Regions from separate parts of the Gossypium hirsutum genome. Here region 1 is linked to region 2. The links are chromatin contacts, called in public Hi-C maps. All regions are on one chromosome and are shown on one strand. The core of a region is the stretch at or near the end of the contact, and the rest is flanking DNA. Distances in the headings are between cores, read along the strand shown. Region 1 has its middle 7.1 kb from the start of LOC107901973. Region 2 holds the start of LOC107952241.

Region 1 (6,642 bases), core at 1,934-4,433, 460 kb before region 2:
AAAGAACGAAAATGAACCTCTCCATGTTCATTTTCTGGACATTAACAGTGGAAAAAGAAAAAAATTAGCAACTCACTTGGTTTATCAGCCTTGCCTTATAACAAAAATGGGCATTGTGTATTTCATTGCTCAAAATCTTGCTTTTTGCATAACTAGAAGCATTTCCTGTGGACAATGGTCGGCCCAGATTCATCATACTCTGCTTTTGCGATCCACATCTGCATACAAAACAATCAAAATTTACTCAAATAGAGTGTGAGAGTACAAGATATGTGTTCTTTTTTTCTTTTCAAAATTTTCATGTATTTAGAAGAGTTTTGGAGGATTATATCTTTATTCTCATGTTGGCGTATGCATTGGCATAAGTGTCAAACACAACTGCCTTAAGAAAAATAAAAAGTCGAAGCAGCATAGTTTCTATACAGGTAGAGATGTTCATTTTAACAAGGAATGCAAAATTTGTGTAAAAATATTGGATTAATTGTATCAAATGTCTTCAAATTATGACCTAAATTACAGGCTTTAAAATGTTCTAATTGAGTCTCAGCTTATTAATGCCATATTAATAATCGTAGTTTGAGTACATCTGATATAATTAACCCTAAAAGGTATCTGAATCAAACAAAACTGTCCAAAGCATGTTTACGCTAAACACAAGATTCTAAAGAAGACTATAAAGGAATCTAAAGATGCCATGAGTTTTTCAAAGATAAAAGGAGATAATACCTGCTGGAAGGTGCTGAGGGATGCCAAAATGGAGCCTCCAATCCAAACGCTATACTTCCTCTCCGGTGGTGCAACCACTTTAATCTTCATGTTGCCTGGAGCTAATGCTGTGATTTCCTTGCTCATCCTATCGCCAATTCCAGGGAACATAGTGGTGCCGCCACTCAGGACAATATTTCCATAGAGATCTTTCCGGATTGTTAGAAATGGCCCTCCATGCAGCTCATGCAATCAAGGAGAAATTCATGCGCGTAAGAATTCATGCACATAAGTCTTCCGGATGAAACACATGCAACTGAAGATGTTAATGCTACTGTTTCATCTCAGTTTCATTTTGTTATTTTTTAACAATGTTTTTGTAATTTAGTTCATTTTGAACTATGTTTGGATGACAATTGATGTAACTTGATGGTAAAAGAGCTAATTACTAGCTTTGCTTTAGTATGCAAGTCAAATTTATCTAGTTCCGATGAATTAAGTGGAGTTAGGTAATGTTTAGGTGATAAACTTGTTGATTTTGACCAGCCAATGTCTGGTATATGTAATGGCTTCATGCCAAAGTTCATTTTAATGAAAAATATAGAATTTCATTCAATTTATGCTCCATTTTTTCTTTGCTTTCAATTCTATTCTTGTTTTCCCTTGCAAAATCTATTTGTTTCTTCCACAAGCTTCGAGCCTTGTTGCTCAAGACTCAGTTTTTTCTTCATTCCTGATCCGGATATATTACATTGTTGTTTAAGTTCATACTTTATCCGGATAAAGTGTCCCAAAACACCAACACGGATATCCACGTCGCACTTCATGATTGAGTTGTATGTGGTTTCATGAATGGCAGCAGCTTCCATTCCAATCATGGATGGTTGGAAGAGGACTTCAGGGCAGCGAAATCGCTCAGACCCAATGGTAATAACCTGTCCATCGGGTAGCTCATAGCTTTTCTCCACAAAAGAGTTGGTTTTCGCTATCTCCAGCTCTTGTTCAAAGTCAAGAGCAATGTAAGATAGCTTATCCTTCACATCCCTTACAATTTCCTGCTCGGCGGTCGTAGTGAAGGAATAGCCACGTTTCGTTAAGATTTTCATGAGGGCATCTGTGAGATCACGACCAGCTAGGTCGAGACGCAAGATGGCATGTGGGAGAGCATAGCCTTCATAGATAGGAACTGTGTGGCTCACACCATCTCCAGAATCCAAAACAATACCTAAACAAATGCATATTTGAGGCAAACAAAATAACATTTAAGAAAAGAAATAAAAAGTAGCTAGAGATTTTTCATTTGGGTACATCAAAACAGGAAATTCAAGAGCAAACAATTAAACACCGTTACGCATAATGTAAAGCGATATGTTTAACCGGCTTACAAGGATCTTGATTTATTGTTCATCATTGAGGAGTTCAGCACATATGTTTTTTTAACAATATCTAGGCAACAACATTTCATATTAGATTAGGTACCTACATTTTAAGAGAAGGGATTGTATGAAACTGTAATTTCACGTCATTATCCGTTTTTAATAGGAGAATGATAAATCAACTTTTTCCTCCTGATTTTTACCATTTTTAGTTGGATTTAAATTTTTACAGGAGAAAAAGGCTAAAAATCAGGAGAAAAAATTTGATTTGTCATTCTTCTGTTAGAAAGGAATAGGAATAGGGATGGCGTAAAACCACAATTTTATATCATCCTTCCTCTACATTTCAAATCCAAAAATTTCTTTAAAATTTTAAAATATTTATTATTTAATTATTATTTTGATACCCAACAAATTATTATTTCAATTTAAATTGAATTATCCATCAAATACCCACATGCATTAAATATTCGAATTTCATAAATTTAAAGAATTGAAATAAAAATTTAAAAGGTAACAAATAATGAATTTGAATATTAAAATCTTAATTTTTTTCATAAAAAATTATAAAAAAATTGTATTTTTAAAAATTATTTAGAAAAATATGGTGGTTTTAGTTATTTAAAAAATATAGTAATTTTTCTCTCCTCACAAGGTGATCCCATTATGTCATAATAGATCCAATATGTGAGATCGAATTACTTCATGTCAACCTCCAATGAAACCATCAAAAAATTGAAATATGAAAAGTTTTGATAAAGTGTGACACATGTCACATACATAGTGAACTCGTCCTCTAACACGATGGTATCACTATTTAAAAATATAACATTTTTACAAGAAATGACGAATTTTAATAATAAATATCCAAATTCGAGTTCATTATCTCTAAAAGTAAATTTAATAGGATATTCAAATACTAAAAAAAATCAAATATCCACAAATACTCAAATCCAGACCCTCATTTTCAACCTATTTGCCAATTTTCAATATATCACTTATGATGATAAATATAACGTTGAACAGTAAAGAAGAAGATGGTGAAAGAGGCCTAACCTGTTGTACGACCACTAGCATCCAAGGAAAGAACAGCCTGGATAGCGACGTACATTGCAGGGGCGTTGAATGTTTCAAATATGATTTGGGTCATTTTCTCACGAATAGCCTTTGGGTTAAGAGGAGCTTCAGTAAGGAGAATTGGGTGTTCTTCAGGGGCAACTCGAAGCTCGTTATAAAAAGTATGATGCCAGATTTTCTCCATATCATCCCAATTGTTAACAATACCGTGTTCAATTGGGTACTTCAATGTCAAAATACCTCTTTTCGATTGAGCTTCGTCTCCAACATAAGCATCTTTTTGGCCCATACCGACCATCATACCGGTGTGCCGAGGGCGACCAACGATACTGGGGAACATTGCTCTTGGAGCATCGTCTCCAGCAAATCCAGCCTGAAAAGTTTAAACATCAATCATTATCGAAAATAAAGGTTGACAGAACCTGAATCGCTGCCCGGATTTCACACCCATGATTACCTTCACCATTCCAGTCCCATTGTCACAAACAAGAGCTGAATATCTTCGGATTCTGCCATTTTCTATCGCCTGATTCAACCAAAATACAATACAAACATCAGTGAACATATACAATACAAAAAATAATCTCATATCTGAATCTGTCACATCCCATCACTGGAACAATTTGTAAGATCATGTGGTTATTAATTAATCTACTGAGACTAACCTAAATGACTGCATAATTAATCATAAACAAGAATAACACTGTCATCATGAACTGAAAATGAACTTCAACTGAGAAATTCAACGCGCAAATATTCGATTCAACTGTAATTTCAGTTTTCTTGTTTTTTTGTTGTTGAATAATCAGAAAATTTAAGGATAAAAGTTCACACTTCATAACATGATAATGCAGATTCAGTAATTAAACGCAAAAAACGCGAAGTCGAAAATAACATCATAATTAATCATAAACAAGTAGAACACTGGCATTGTTCCCTCCGCCATGAATTGAAAATGAACTTGAACTAAGAAATTCAATTTGCAAATGTGTGATTCAACTGTAATTTCAGTTTTCTTTTTCTTAAAGAAATAGAAAATCTGAGGATAAAATTTCAGATGTTGTACTATTATAATGTGGATCATTCATAATTGAACGCAAAATTAGGTAAAATATGAGGATCTACATTAAAAAGATCCTGAAGTTGAAGATCTAAGCACCAAAATCCGATCAAATTAATACCAAAAAATTGGTAGAAGATAAATCGGATGAAACAGACAGGTTGAATTAAAAAATAAGATGAAGAAAGAAAAGGATACTTTTCTTTTTTGTCGATTCTCTTTTTTTCTTGCAGTTTTAATGGACCGTTGAGTTTCGTAGAATTATGCGGTGAAAGGAACCCGCGCTATTTGCTTTAAGGAAAGCTATTTGTAAATTCACCTCAAATACGATATCGTTAGATCTTGGCCGTCCGTTTCCCTTGTCTACCCCTAATCTACAGACCTTATTTTTCGTCACATTCATGGTAGAAACAGCTGGCCCCTTTGGGTTTATAAATTTGTGTTTGACGGATCGATTGGACATTTTACCCAAAAAGCACGTTTTTAAACATTACTAATAAAATTGAGCTGTTTGTTGGGTTATTTATCGGATTAGGCCGTTTTTCTCGAAAACGTTCTGACGTCAGCACGCTTTAGTGTCCACGTCAGCAAAACGCTCCTCCAAAGAAGTGTTTTGCCTGTGTAACGGTAAAAAATTTGACCGTTGGCTTTCAACGGTCCAAAAAAATATAAAAAGGCCCCCCAAATCATTTTTTCACACAAATCTCTCACAATTTCTATAATTCTCTCAAAATTCATTTCCCTTAATTTATTTTTCACACAATTCTCTCATAATTCTCAACATTCTTTTAATATTCCCTTAAAAAATCTATCAAATTTTATCGAAATTTTCTCAAAAATCTATCAAAATTCTTTGTTTAATTTTTTTTTGAATTTAATTTTTTTAAAGTAAAAAAATCCGATCGTGATAGCAATGGCCGGAGAATTAATCCGTCTCGATAATAAGCACATCTCCGTTGATCAAATGACAATGGTAAGTGATAATTTTAAATTTCCAATACTATTCAATATTTTTTTAATTTATGCAAATTTAATTAAATTTGCAATACTATTTGATATTTTATTCATTTATGCAATTATAATTAAAATTTCAATATTGCTTGATTTTTTTTTTCGTTTATGATGTTTGCATTAATTAATTTATACAATTTTAATTAATTTTTGTTTTATAAATTTTTATAATAGTCTATAGATCGGGTGTTGCAATGCTACATCCGTAATTTGTTTGGTGCTCCATTGCCGTTGATCGAGAGTTACTTGCGGGAAGCGGGATTTTGGCACGTGGCCACGATAGGCGGGGGTGCAAGTTGGACCTGAAACTAATTAGTGTAATTAGTGCGTTGATAGAGAGATGGAGACCTGAGACGCACACTTTTCATCTTCCATGCGGAGAGTGTACTATCACTCTAGAAGATGTGCATTTGCAATTGAGATTGTCGGTGGATGGGTACGCAGTCACCTGGTCCACATCATCTACTGATTGGGGTGTCGTATGTTACGAGCTTTTGAGTGCTATACCGGATAATATTAACAGAGGTCGGATCGAGATGGGCTGATTACGAAACACATTCTCGGCTCCGGATAATGATTCGACTGAACTCGAAAGAATATGATATGCTCGGGTATACATTCTTAAGATGATTGGAGGTTATCTGATGCCGAACTTGTCACAAAACCTCTTACATTTGAGATGGTTACTGAAACTCGTAGATTTTGGAGCAGTCGGCGAATTGAGTTAGGGGTCTGCCGTGTTGGCAACATTGTACAAGGAAATGTGCGGGGTGATGCGACCAAACAAAGCCAAAATAAAAGTTTGCCAATCACTACTGCAATCATGGGCATGGTTTCGCTTTCTATTTTTACGTCCTCCAGTGGACCACCCATATACATTTTCACTCATAACGAAGTAAATTTTATATTAGATTTTACAATTATTACGTAGATTTAGAATATAATTGTATGCTAAAAAATTATTTAATTAGGTGAAACCATTCGATGAGTTATGTTGAAATACCTACCTCTCTCGAAGATATATGACTTCTATTAGACCAACGATCGGAAGCACAAGTAAGTATTAAATAAAATATATATACATAATAAAATAATCGTTTCGTATTTAGTATTTAGTATTTGGTATTATGTATTATGTATATAAGTAATATTTTTATCATGTTCATATAGTTTCAATAGACACCATACGAGGATCCGGCAATTCGGGTAGTAATTCCGGATGAATTCCTTCAAAATCCAAACGTTTGGCATGTGAAGGTTCCATTGGTGAACTATGTTATCGTGGAGATGCACCAGTCAGATAGAGTATTGCGGCAATTTGGATTCTGACAACCGATTCCCGTGGTACCCGAGGTGTTTGATGATAAGCACAAAGTCGACTTACGGCAACTGCATACAGATTGGCCGAAATTC
Region 2 (6,944 bases), core at 2,054-4,553:
AATAAAAAATAAAATATAAGAAAACTTGAGAATTATATTTCACATCTAAACATAATATTCATATGTTCTTGGGAATGTTCCTCGAATAATTTTCAAGATTGGAATACTACAATATTTTTTTCTCTAGAAATCGTTAATGAGATAATACAATATTTTTTCTCTAGAAATCATTCACTATAAGATTGGAATACTACAATATTTTTTCTCTAAAAATCGCCATTGTAGGACATGATTTAATGCGCAGAGGTTTTGCAATCCATCCCTTGGTTAAAGTAATGCGTTAATGAGATAACTTGATATCCTTAAATATTCTATTCAGTTTCCCATAGTTCTTATATTTAATTCAACCACCAAAAAAAAGGGGAAGAAAAGAGAAACTATATATGAATAAGACAATAAATGAGTGTATGGTAGGAGCTGGTATTTATATTGAAAAGATTACGAAATAACATCATCAGTTTGCCCCAAAATGTGATTCTACCCAGATCCGCCCCTTATCACTCTGATCAATAGAACATTTTAATAGCATCCAAAAGATGAATAAAAAAAGGGCTGCCAAGACAAAAAAAGGCATTGTAATAAGCAACCAAAAAAACTGTTGAAAATGCTTCCTATCATTTGTATCACGAGCAGTAACAAGGAAAAATCAACCGACTTGAATAAGATGAAGCAAATTGGCATTGATGAGATATTACTTCTCATGTGCCAACATTGGGAGCTAGAGTTTATATAGGACCACCATGTGAATATCTCCATTGGTCACATGCTGAGCATTTATCCAGTTTCACACTATTTTCCAAGGTGCAAAACTTGCAGGACCAAAATTTGTACTTGGTGCCAATGTCTCTGGTCCTTTCCATGCAGCAAAGCTTGCATATTGGGGCTAATGGTTGCAATGTTTTCACATCAATGATATGCAAAGTAAGTTTCCAAGAGGGGGCATTAATATATATATATATATTTCTCCAGTTCAGGAGGCAAACAAGTAACACAAAACATCTCTCATTGTAAAAAAAAGCAAACATGGTCCATACCAATATTAATATATCATGGCCTGTGGAGCTCAAAAAGCACAAATTCATGATTATTAAGAACAACCAAAGCGAAAAATATGTGGGCCAAATACCATACAGGATAAGGATATACAACTAAAAAACAGGACCAAGCATGCCAGCGTGAACATTATCAATATAAATATCAAAATGTTTCATCACATAAAATACAATATAAAACATGAACATATGTGTTAAACAATATGATATCCCTTTATAAGCAAAGTATTTGAATGAAATGATATTGGTGCAGGAAACACTTACTGGATTCAATAAAGTGCATGATTGGCACTCCTACACCGCAGTTACTCCTTGATTTTCTGGAGAATCATCATTAAGCATAGGGGCAGAAGAAGTGGCACTTGAACTAGATTGGTGAGGTATAAGGTTATTGGATTTACAACTTCGTTTAGGATATTTGGCACCTTCATTGATAGAAGATCTAGATACAGGTGGGGTAGTTAAATCTACAAAGCTAGATTGCGGTTTACCTGGCCCATGGCTTCGTTTAAGAGAGGTTCCACCAAAAGCATGTCTGCTGGAAACATTATTGATACTCAATCTCTCTCCTCCTTGATCCAAGTCCAAATGATCCTGTAGAGTATCAGCATAGCTTTCTTCATCCCTAACAATGTCAGAGCAATAGGATCCACACCAGATATCATCCTGCAATCTCTTTTCAGTAGCCATTGCAACTGTTTGTATAGGACTAAGCGCATCCCTAATGGTGCTGTCACCACCAAGACATTAAAACCAGTATGTGCTACTTAATTATAGATTCTCCAAATTATCTTATATATCAAGATCTTTAGGATACCTAAGATAAAAATAAATGTGCATTTCTTAAAACCTTAACTAACCCTTATTTAATTGTAATAATTCCAGAAACACAAGTAGATAGACAAAAATGAGGAAACATGTAGAAGGAACACTGATTGAGCAAAGATCAGTCCAATTTTCCAAGTAAGACATGCATCCCAAATGGATTAAAACTAACATAGGGCTCAAATACATTGTAACCAATAATCAGATTATTCAACTAACATAAGCTCTCCCTTTTCCACATAGATAATGTTTAATCGTGAATCCATATATAGGCACATCCTGAGAACCTCCAGTCACACCTAATAATGCTTTCTTAATGATTTGATCCTCACACACCAGAATCTTTCATTTAATGGGCTTATATGGTTCTAACACAATAGCACGATCTTAAACAAGTCTTAACAGGAAAATTAGTAATATAGACATGAACCATCCATGAAACAGCATTTGGCACTGGAAAATGGTGATTAGGGACTATCTAAAAGAATGGAAATGGACCTTTCTAAGCTCATCCCAGAGCTTGTAAAAAACTAGCATTATGAGGACCATGGGCATTATGGCAAAGCTCATGAAGCATTGTATCAAGAACTTGATCGAAGTGATGAAAATCACAATCCCGGTTCGATCTTCATAGCCTTAACTTCACGTGGATGCCAGCTCCCACATTCAGCCCAAGCAAAGTTGGATTATTCAGACTATCAATATGAAAAAAAATCAAAACTAAATTCAGTATAATTTTTGAAAGTTAAGCCAAAGTAACTCCTAGTATGATAACTCAAAGCATGCAAACACTTCACAATTCTTTCAATGATTATTTGCCTTCGGCATTATGCTTTAGCATTGATAAAACACATCTTAATGCCATAAAAGAAAAGCGCTTGAATTTCAGTAGTATAACCGTAAATACCCATTCTTCCATCAATCATAATTGAAGAAAAAGAATTCAGCACAATTGAAGAAAAAAATCATTCTCTTTAACAGAATAAAAATACAAAAATAAATAAAATTGATAAAGATACCAGAATTCTGAGAGGAGCTTGACCCTCCATTTATGCTTACGCATAATGGGTTGAACTTGTTTGGCTATTTTCTCTAAGTTTTTTTTGGCTTCTTCTTCTCCAGGTTTCCTCTTCAATGCTTTGATTTCCCAGACCTTGTGCAAATCCCCCAAAATCATTTTCTTTTTTCAGATAATTTTGGGAAATATCAAAAACCTAATTCAAAATCATGAAAGGTTGAAACTTTAGAGATGAATATGGTTAAGAAGGCTGGAAGGAAATGGGAAAAAGAACGAAAAAGAGAAGAGGCTTCAGACGTGAGGAAGGAAGAAGGGTAAAATTGAAATTGAGACACTCTGAAGGGCTATTCTGTGGGTAAGGAACCGAATGTTATTCAACGTGTTTAGTGGGAATAGAGGTTGAATTGAATAAAGCTGTAATGGTATTACAGCCAACCAAACATTGGTTTGGTGGTGGGGCCCAATGAATTGGGTTGTAATCTATTCCTATTACACTCAACTAAATATAATGTAACTTTTAAGTTTGTAACGGGACATGGAGTATTATATACGTTGATATAAAAAATGTTAAAATATACTCTAGGTCCTTGTACTCTCTAAAAATTTGAAATTTAGTGTTTTGACTTTTATTTTTAGTAATTTGGTCTCTCTATTTTTAAGATTTCAAAATTTAATATCAATTGTTAACACCATTAAAATTCTTTTGTTAAATTCACTGGTATGACATTTTGAAATAACAAAATACTCACTTTGGTAGCTACATAATAAAAAGAATAGTATTGTAATAAACTTCAACTTAACAGAAATATTTTAGCAAAATTAACAATTAGACTTAAATTTTAAAAATTAAAAAGTAGAAAGACTAAATCCTAGAAATAAAAGTAGAGAGTCTAAATACGTTTAAAAAGTACATCGACTCGGAGGATATTTTAACCTAGAAAAATAAAGATTAAATATTTTATAATATGGAATTACTATAACTAAATATGTCACACCAATTATGTGGGTGGAAAATTATGTAATAAATAATTTTTTTTAATCAGACTAGTACTCGAACAGGTCAAATCACTAATTCAGCGGTTCGATCGACTCAATTAGTCCAAGTCAACTAGTTCCAAATACCTCTCAAAAACGATACTTGACCGGTTCTTGATCTAATCGGTCTGGTCCTATACATACAATATTGGTCATGAATATATTTACTAAAAAGTCATATAAAACTAAATCTTTATTTTGTTGTAATGGTAAAGTTAAAGGTTTGATATACATAATATTACTTTGGTTTAAATATCATTATAGGGACTCGATTCATGGGTGACTCCAAATTATCTTGGGGTTTTCTTATATTAGAGGTTATTATTATGGGCAAAACACTTAACTTTAAAAAGTTACAAAATAGTCACCCAACTAATCGCATTTGCATTTTTTGGTCCAATTCCATTAACTATTGTTAACTTTGTGACAGAGAGATGATGTGGCAATTAAAAAATGTTATAATAACAAATTTAGCCCTTAACATTTACACATTGTGTCAATTTGGTCCTGATTTTAGAAAACAAAACCTTTAGCAATTTACACATTGTCTTAATGTGGTCTTGATTATAAAAATTATATGATTCTTGTGTTTCACATCTGTTTCTTCCTATCCTCTTCCCTTTTCCCTTCTCTTATCCTTTCTTGTTACTCACCCAAACATTCTCTCACGCAAAGCCTCCTTTTATTTAGATGAATATCATTTTATTGGTTAAATATTTAGTTTTCCTTTTATTTTAATTTTTTATTTTGTGATGAAATTTCAGTTATAACTTGGTCACTTCAAAACCTAAGAACCAAATCATTGTTGTAACACCCAGATATCATTATTATTTCGAAATTAATGAAACTAGGACTAAATTGAGAGGAATAGCATCATAGAATCCTACCAGGTAATTTAGAAATTGAAGTGGCCAAATTCCGATTAGTTGGATCCCAACTTTGGTTTGGTTAGGATAGAACCGGCCGGTTCCAAAGTGGGAAACAAAATGGCTAAGAATGGATGGTGGATATGGTTGGTGTGGACCATGCCTAAGGAGAATATATATAAGACATTAGTGGAGGTAGATTTTTCTGAAGTCTGTTGATAGATTTTGTCATCTCCCTAGCATCATATTCTTAAGTCATCCTGAAGAAAAAGGGGGATGCAGATAAAGGTAGTTCTGCATGTAGCGACAGAGGTGTGAGTTTAAGGTTGGTAATGGAAAATGAAGGAACTGCTACCAAGATGAAGGAAACTTTGTTGTTTGGACTAGCTAAGCTATCAAGGATAACAAAACAAGGTGAATATCTGCACTTTATCTTATGGTTGTTAAATGTTGTTATGAGAAATTGTCATGCTAATGCTGATCATAATAGTAAATTATTGTTGAATGATTATCTGGCATAGGGTATTGCATAACAATGTTTTGTATGGTATATATGTTTACTGTATGCATGGTATGAGAGGGGAGACTAATAATGGGTTAGACGAAGCTAGGAATGCGAAAAAGGGGTGATTTTGTTAGATAACACCATACAGTATTGTTGAGTGCAAATTGTGATGAGCAAAGCTTTGACCTTGCAAAAGGGACACTACAACGTTCAAGCATTAAGGTTAGAAATGGTGAAATGGAGGTATAACGCCCTAAATTTGGGCCTAAAAGTATTGGGCCTTGAGTATGGGTCCGTAAGGAGGTTGGATATAAGCATTTAATTGTGCAAGGAAATGACACAATTGATTGTCTGCTGCAGTGGTTAAGTGATTAGGAGTGTTTGGGAGTGTTGGAGAAATCTTGGGTTCAAACTTGGGCTTTAGCAAAAATTTTGGTTTTAAGTGAATAAAACTCTAGGTGCTTGGATGAAGGCCTTTTAAATTATTGTGGTAAATAAATGACACAAGGAAGCATGTGGTCTAGTGGTTGTGGCATCATTAAGGTTGCAAGGGAGCCTGGGTTCAAGTCTTGGCTCTTGCAATTTATTTTGGTTTTTCTTTTAAAGGAACCTGGACTTTGGCCTATAGACCTTATAATTAATTGACGCTAAAATGGTGACACAATGAGCCTTGTGGTGTAGTGGCAAGGTGGCATGTTGTGTAACTGTGAGGTCTAAGGTTCAAGTCTTAGGATACGCAATGGAGTATTTGTTTTTCTGTTTGAGCTGTGTAAGAGGTGGAGTTGGACTGGAACTCTGTGGTTGAAGTGGTCATAAAAAATAATGAATTTTCCTAATGGTTGAAAGTAATCCCACATCGGGAAGCTAACATGGGAATTGGTGAGAAGCTGGCTTTAAATAGAGCGAAGAAGATGAGTTGGTGAGGGAAAAAGTGATTAAGACTCAATGCAGGATGTGCCAAGGTTAGTGATCGTTGACTTTGGCGCGTTCTAATAAACAGGTGTGTATTTCGCACTACTCAGCAGTAGAACGGCAAATGCCGGAATGCCGAAATACTAGTCACACGACGATGGCAGCTACACAAGCGTGCGAGCGCACTTGTGGGAGCTTTGACGTGATGGTTGAGGCCATCATGAGTGCTCTCGTGGGCTTAGGTTGCTTTGGGCCGGGATGGGCCATGTGGGCCTAATGGGCCCATGGGTCCAAGTGGATAAATTGTATGATTGTGTAGTAAATATTGGATTGGACTATGTGAATCTCATATCTGTAGGCTAGATTTACTAAAATGCCCCTGTAGGGTAGAATTATTGAAATGCCCCTGTAGGATAGAATTATTGAAATGCCACTGTAGGGTAGAATTACTGAAATACCCTTGGTTTACAAAATTACCAAAATACCCCTAGTTTGTAAAATTACCAAAATACCCCTAATTTGGAAAATTACTGAAATACCCTTGATTTGAAAAATTACAGAAATACCCCTGATTTACAAAATTACGAAATACCCTTAACTTTAAAAAATTACAAAAATACCATTGGTTTGCAAAATTATCGAAATACCCTTAGTTTGTAGATTTACCAAAACACCTTTGCAGGGTGAAATGATTAAAATACCCCTAATAGGTAAAAAGACCGTTCTACCCC

The links. A called contact is a pair of places that touch in the nucleus more often than the background predicts.
Region 1: a Hi-C map of leaf shows a contact between it and region 2, with 2.5 times the contacts expected there. The contact joins the enhancer-like site here to the promoter of LOC107952241 in region 2. A contact is called at or near these places in 5 of 34 Hi-C or Micro-C datasets (callus, leaf and petal).

Annotation. Positions count from the first base shown.
Region 1 is chrA01:53,872,167-53,878,808 of Gossypium_hirsutum_v2.1, reverse strand. It overlaps the pseudogene LOC107900422. Among protein-coding and RNA genes, the nearest start is that of LOC107901973, 7.1 kb to the left of the region's middle. Within about 2 kb of position 3,183, at least 4 of the 9 cell types and tissues checked have an H3K27ac peak or open chromatin away from gene starts, as enhancers often do. A contact at or near this core is called in leaf, where this site is marked.
Region 2 is chrA01:53,410,571-53,417,514 of Gossypium_hirsutum_v2.1, reverse strand. It overlaps LOC107952241, which reads right to left and starts at 3,303. Exons shown (of 2, transcript XM_041097059.1): 1 at 2,897-3,303; 2 at 1-2,572.